Regions from separate parts of the Mus musculus genome. Here region 1 is linked to region 2. Evidence: chromatin contacts called from public Hi-C data. All regions are on one chromosome and are shown on one strand. The core of a region is the stretch at or near the end of the contact, and the rest is flanking DNA. Distances in the headings are between cores, read along the strand shown.

Region 1 (3,469 bases), core at 320-2,819, 120 kb after region 2:
TTTTTTTTTTTTTTTAATTAGACATTTTAATTTTAGGTAACAGTTGTAAGGAACAATGCAGAGAGGTCACACTGTTGCCGTCCTCCCGCCAATGGTAACATTGAATACAACTGTGAGGACCCCCACCCCCCACCCGCCCGAGATGAATGCACACAGGTGTGTGTGCATTTAGTTCTGCACACCACATATCTGACACTGTGGTCAGGGAGCAGAATTTGGTACTGAGAAGAGCTCTAGGGGAACGAGGTCTGAAGGAAAATTGTCTAGATTGGCTCTGAAATTTCTGGAATTTGCTTGTTGATATGGTTAGATTTTTAAACTATCTATCATCTAATTATATATCAATCTATCTATATCTATTCATTCATTCATTCATTTATTCGTTCATTTACTTGTATGTGCTTTTGTGTGTGCAGCACGGCACGCATGTGGAGATCAGAGGACAACTTACCAGAGTCCTTTGTCTTCTTCCATTTTTTGGGATCTGGGGATTGGAATCAGGTTCTCAGGGCTGGTGGCAAGTGCTCTCACCTACTGGGCCATTTTGCCAGCCTTGTCCTGGGGTCTTTCTACTCTGCTGGCTTAGAGGTCTTAGTTCCAGGAGATGGACAATACCCCTAGTGGGTAAGACAAGGATTCCATTGAACTGAAAGTTAAGGTGCCCACCGAGACACTTTGGGTTCCTCATGCCTTTGAGTCGGTACTGAAGAAGGGAGTTTCAGTGTTGACAGGGGTGCTGGATCTTGGTGTCAGAGGGAAACAGGCCCTTCGCTTTACAAGGATGTGAGGGGGAGTAAGGCTGGAGCACAGGGGCTTCTTAGGCCAGCTCTTCACAGTACAAGCCCATGATTTAGGTTGGTGAGACCTTAGCAACCAAAGTCAAGTGAAAGCCATGGCTCAGCTCTGCTGCAGTATATTGCTAACAACAAAGAGCTAGATGCTGGCTGCCTAACAAGGAAAAGGGGGTGTGTAGTTCACAGTCTGGGAGGCTGAAAGTCCAAGGTGGGTGGCATCAGACTCTGGGGATGGTCTCCAGCTGCATCATAGCATGGTGGCTCATGGTGACAGATAACAGAGGACACCTTCAATTCACTCTGCTCCCTCTTGTTGAAGTGGTGGGTGTCAGGCTCGAGTGGGCCTACCGTAGTCAATGTAGCTAGGTGGGCTTTGGACTCCCCTTCTCCTGCACAGGGATACCGATCTTTCAGTGTTACAAGCTGTGTCAGCGATGCAGGGACACAGATGAGGGGACACAGAGGGCAGGCATGTTCACTGATAGTCAGGGACACAGCGGAATGTGACTGGAGACAAGGTGGGTTGTAGCTTGTAACAGTGGGATGGGACTGGAAATAGACTGGGACAATGGTTGGGGATCTAGCAGGAAAACACCCTGAAAGACCCTGACTTGGAGCTGTCCCTGGTCCCTCCTGGGGTCTCTCTGCCCACTCCCCTAGCAGCAGACCGCTCCTTGCTGCTCAGCCTCTGAAGTCTCTGAAATCTTATCTCCCATCATGTTCTCTGTTTCCTCCCTGTCCAGACCTCATCTGTCTCCTGCCTCCCCACCCCCACTACCACTCATCTGCGGCCCCTCCCACTCTGTCTGCTGCCTACTGTCAGCCTGGCTCCTGTCTTTCCCTACTCCTGCAGGGAAGAGTTTAAAGTCGTGGCCTAAGGCCCTGCCCGCTGTTTAAAGCATGCTCTGCACCCCGCACCCACAACCCACTGCACCCGCACCCCAACCCATGGCCCCTGTCTTCCCTCTACTAGTAGAGTTTTAGACTGCAGCTGAAGGTGCATCCTGCCCTATCTCCCCCATTCCCCATCCCTGAGGCCTGGCTTTTCCCTGCCCTTCCTCCAGGCAGTGTTTCTGACTCTCCCAGGAAATGCAATCTCCCATTTATCCTGGATTGCCCAGTATAGTGTGTCCCTTGGCTTTGCCTGGCTCATAGCTGCCTGGGATTGGGTCTCCAGTTTAGGCTATGACCCCACCCAGAACAACCCCACCAGATCAACCAACATGGATCTGCTCAAATACAGAAACTGAGGCTCTACACAGGGAAATGGGCTCTGGGAGCAAGCTCTGTATGGAACTCTTGTCAGGTCCTTACCAGTCTCCTGTCTCCACTTCAGGACTGTCTGCAGTGTGGCCCCTTCAGCAAGGCCACTGAGGGGAACACCGCCCCCATCCTGCATCTCCACAGGTCAGCTTCCCAGGGTCAAGATGAGCTCGGAGTGGGTCAGCCGAGGGACTGAGAACTGTCCAACTCTAGAAAGCCATGAATCCAGGCCCTGCCCTTGCCTACCCTGGGGGTCCAGTTGCCCCAACCAGTTCTCCATGTTGAGAAAATCAAACTCCCAGTCCAACTGAGCTGACTTCAAGCCAGCTCTCCATGTAGCAGTGGAGTGCTCCTCCCTGGGTCGACTGTCCGAGTCGGTAAACCTTTGATGAAGAGGACACTCTGCCCAATTTATTACATATTTATTATCACTATTTTATTTTTATTTTATTTGTGTGCATGTGGCTGGAAGTGCTTGTGCGCTTTGTGTGTGTTGCTCCCTGGTCATGCCATGCACCCTATTTTTGAGACAGGGTCTCTCAATGGCCTGTACTCCCCTGTTAGGCGAGGCTGGTCAGCCAGTGAGCCCCAAGGATCTGTTCGTTTTGGCCTTCACAGCACTGAGATTACAAACCCCACCCCACGCCTATTTTGCTGTTGTTTTGTATTTTATATGTGTTTTGTGGATCCAGCTCAGCTCCCATGTGTGTGCACCCCAGTGTGTGCTTTGCCAACTGAATTTTCATTCCAGCAGGGCTAATGAGAATTAGAGAACTTGTCTGGCATACAGCAACCACTCGGACAATTGGTCCGGGACTCAGTCGCTACAGACGGCACCCAAACCTGGGCATGAAGCTTGAGTACAGTGTGTGTGTGTGTGTGTGTGTGTGTGTGTGTGTGTGTGTGTGTATGTGTTAGTGTGAGCATGTGCTCCTGCTGCAGGGGCTGTATCTCCAATTCCTCCCCAGGTGTGAATTCTGCCCAGGTCCAGAGGGTGTGGCCCCATGCAGGTCACGGAAGCAACATGCAGGCAGGCCTCGGGTGTGGAGGCCAGTGTATCACTTGAGGCTGTAGGATCTAGGGTCTGATCTGACTCAGAGACTTCCCACTGGGTGGCCTGGGCGTGTTTTGGTCACCCTTTCTCAGCTTTAGCTTAGCCGTCTGTGAAAACCGGGGCCGATAGACTTCGCCTCATTGGGTCACGGTGCAAAGTCAGAATCAAGAATCATAATTGCTTCCCTGGTAGCTAAGGCCTGACAGTGGGAACTCCAGGCTGCCTTCTCTCTCAGTCCGGGTCCAAAGCCCAAGGTTTCAACTTTATGGCTGCTAGGGACTGCCTCTAGAGGCCCCTGTGTTGAAAAGTTTGCTCCCCAGGGTGCTGCTATGGGGAGGTAGGGAAACCTTTCAGAGGC
Region 2 (3,439 bases), core at 148-2,647:
CATGGATGACTGTGTTGGACTCAAGGCTGAGATGGCCAGGGCTGAGGCAAGGAGGGAAGGAGAGGGGATTGGTTATGAGGTAGAGTTGGGCAAGACCCAAACCCAGTGTCCATGACTTATCGCCCTGTCAGTCACAGGGCGGTCCAGTAGTGTCACGGGCAGCTCCCGCTTAGACCCAAGCCCCATCCCCAAGGAGGGGCCACACAGGAGTGTACAGGTTGTTTATTTACAAATATACCAACATCTTGTCTTTTTTTCTTGCTGTTTCCATTTTCTGCTTTTGTGGGAAGAGGCAGAAGGTGAGTGGAAGGCGGGGGTGGTGATGTGGAAACGCTAATAAATAATTTAACAATGACAAGTTATTAAATAAAATGTGTGTGGGGATGGCAGGCGGGCAGTCTGTACAAGGTAAACGGAAAGAATACGATGGGTGGCCTGGCCCCAGTCCAGCTGCAACAAACGCCCTCCAAGCGGGACCCCAGGGCAGGGCAGCAGCCCAGAGACCATTGGCAATTGCCCCTGTCAAGGGCCACATGTTGAAGGGTCCTTCCTGTCTCCCTGCTCCCAGGCCATGTGTGAGCCTCCTTGTTTCGGGTGTGAGTGTGTGCGCACGTGTGTGAGTGTGCTGCCCCTTCCACGCATCGGTCAGCCCTGGGCTGCAGCGTCCCCCTGGTCCTAGGGGTGCCCAGAGCTCTGAGTCCATCTTCCCCTGCTGAGCGGGGGGGGGGGGGGTACAATCAGACAGACAGGGAGGTGGTCTCACTTCAAAGGGATGTCCCTAAAGGAGGAGAGGCTGCCCTTGAGCTGGATCTCTTATGTAAGGGCAGTTTCTCAATGCCCACCTGCCACTAAGGAAGCCTCCATAACAGCAGGCTGTCTGTGCCACCCCTTGGTCTGACTCTCACCCCTGGTGTGGTGTCTGTGTGTGGGGCCTCTTCTGAGTCTCTGAGGACAGCAGAGAGAAGGGAAGCCTCATGGAATGAATCTACAGATAGGGCCCTGGCTGGGACAAAGCTCAGGTTCTTGTCACTCCTGTGTGACACCTGGACAGGCTCCTTCCTCTCTGCCTGAGCCTCAACATGCCACACCCCCAGCCAGGAGGTGGAACTTGGATTTTCTCTCTCAATTTCTACCTCATTCTCCCATATCCCTCTGCCCTTTCAGGCTGCAGGCTAGCCCCACCCCCCACCTTCAACCCTCCACCACTGCCTCCTTCCAGCCTCAGTTCCAGAAGCCTGAGTGTGCTATCTAACAAGGTCTGGGCAAGATCAAAGGCTGTCTCTTCCCACGGGACAGAAGCCCTTGTCCCTGCAGCAGCCATGTTGTCTCAGCAGGGCAGCAGGCCACAGCCGTGGTGAAAGAATGCTGAGAGTGGCTGCCAGGGCATCTCTGGTGTGGTGGCTGGGGGGACCCTCCTCTGGCAACTTAGAAGTGATAACATCTTCTGGCTTGGGGACACCAGCATGGCAACAGCAGAGGCCAGGGCTGGACTCGGTTTGGAGGACCCTTGGGGTCAGCAGGTGTGGTGAGAACGCATTGGTCCCTGGTGGTGGTGGTGGGGTGCATATGTGAGACAGAGATGGGGACAGACCTAATGTCCTCTCCTCATCTGTGGCTCTGTCACTACGTTGCTGTGAAGCCTTGAGCACATCCCAGCTCTTCTCCTGTCTCAGGTTTCTCAGCAGCGACACAGTCTACTGGATTGCATCTCCCAACTTAAAAAGTGGATGAGAGTAGGCCCGGGTTCCTGGAGCTCCTATTTACCCTGGGTCTGCCCGGAGTATGCACTGTACCATTCAGCCAGGGGCCTGTGCCAGAGGAGGCAAGGGCGAGCCACACAAGCAGCTAGCTCAGGACCACACCTTCAGCATGGAGGATAGTGATAGAATGGGGGACACGGGAGGGCTGTGCTAGCTGCTCTTCCCTGCTGACTCCATATTGTGACATCTGGGTGGGGCTAAGGGGGTCTGAGGTCTCCCCAGAGACAGGAAATTAACCCACGCAGCTTAACTAACCAGGCACAGGAGCCCAAAATGGCGGGCGACAGAGAGATACTCATCCTGCCGTGCTCACAGCTAGAGCTCGGCAGACATCAGGACGGGTGGGTTGGTGGGTGAGGGGTGGCTAGGAGTCTGCGTTAAATGAATGGCAGCCTTCTCCTGGGCTTCTGGCCTGGAACACAGTGCTTGCCAGAGGTTGGGGGGTGGTGTGCGGGGGGGGGGTGACAAGGAAAGAACCACGGCTGCTTCAGCTTCAGGCAGGAAGAGTCCAGGAGACTGGGGGCTGGGGGTGACTCAGGAGGCTGAAATGCTGGTGGCCTATAACTGTGCAAGGATTCTGTGGGGCGCCCCACAGGGCTGACCTGATGCAGCTGAGACAGAGGGAACAGATACAGTGGCTTCAGAGTAACGCCCCAAGCTGACTGAGCCAACAAAAGGAAAGGCAACCAGGTACAAGCGGTGGTCTTCCATGGGCTCTAAGCAATCAACATCCCATCCACACATATTGAAGGAGTTTGTAGCTTGTCACTGTGCCTGTGTGAGGCCCCGGGGAGGGGGGTCATTATGGAACAAGGATGGGGCTCCAAAGTCATGAGACCTAAGCCGCATCAGCAGAGCTAAGGTGCCAAGAGCAGAGAAGGTGCTGGCCTTGTTGAGTGCGAGCTGGCTAAGGTCAGGAGCCCTGCCAGCGGACAGCCTCAGCTGACAGGCAAGAGGAGATTGAGGGTCAGGGGAGCCCACAAGGAGGGCAGCTGGCCATCGCTGGCCCTGGGTAAGAAGAAGGACCGAGGGAGTTAAGTATCGGATGGTACCAAGGGTCAGACTCTTGAGGTCCTCTCCATCTGGAGTGTCTGCTGAGGTCTGTGTATACTGGGTTCTCTGGACTCCAGCTTTGCCCTGGGACCTGTAGGTTTGTGACTACCCTCCTGCCCTGGCAGTCATGACCTGTACAGAGCCTGGGGTCCACCCAGGTCTGTCTGCTCACACCTCAGGCCTACGTCCTTCCTCCCTCTCCAATTGCTCTTAGAGGTAGGCCCTGCTCGCTGACCTCACCGCTGCTTCTGGAAAGGAAAGGCAGCTCTTCCATCTTTGTGTGCGTGTGCACCAGGTGTATATATGCATGCTTGCACAGGTGTGCCTACAGATGTGAGTGGCTTTACGTGCGCGCATCTCTGTCCCTTTGGGTCTCTCTGGGCTTTGTCCACATCCCTCCTCTTGCTGAGACTCCCAGTTCAGGCAGGGCCAAAGAGCCTGTCACACCTGCATGGGCCCTCCTCTCCTGTGCTCCAGCCTAGGGCTGGGAACAGTGACCCTGGGCCTCCCAGGACCCAGAAACCATCCCCCGAGCTAACCAGAAGGGGAAGTGGTCTCCAGCGCAGGACACCCGTATAACTGTTTCTCGGGTACCAGGCACTGTCCCAGGGCTGGCCTTGCAGGGA

What was found. A called contact is a pair of places that touch in the nucleus more often than the background predicts.
Region 1: a Hi-C map of the N1E-115 cell line shows a contact between it and region 2, with 2.4 times the contacts expected there. The contact joins two enhancer-like sites. A contact is called at or near these places in 2 of 484 Hi-C or Micro-C datasets (the N1E-115 cell line and nephron progenitors), 1 of 115 datasets of contacts at active chromatin or transcription factors (embryonic stem cells) and 1 of 9 other capture datasets (embryonic stem cells).

The regions. Positions count from the first base shown.
Region 1 is chr2:33,676,067-33,679,535 of GRCm38.p6, forward strand. No RefSeq gene overlaps it. Among named protein-coding and RNA genes, the nearest start is that of C130021I20Rik, 37 kb to the left of the region's middle. Within about 2 kb of position 1,570, at least 3 of the 459 cell types and tissues checked have an H3K27ac peak or open chromatin away from gene starts, as enhancers often do. A contact at or near this core is called in the N1E-115 cell line, where this site is marked.
Region 2 is chr2:33,560,759-33,564,197 of GRCm38.p6, forward strand. It overlaps Lmx1b (LIM homeobox transcription factor 1 beta), which reads right to left. Exons shown (of 8, transcript NM_010725.3): 8 at 207-3,439. Among named protein-coding and RNA genes, the nearest start is that of Gm39789, 7.0 kb to the left of the region's middle. Within about 2 kb of position 1,398, at least 3 of the 459 cell types and tissues checked have an H3K27ac peak or open chromatin away from gene starts, as enhancers often do. A contact at or near this core is called in the N1E-115 cell line, where this site is marked.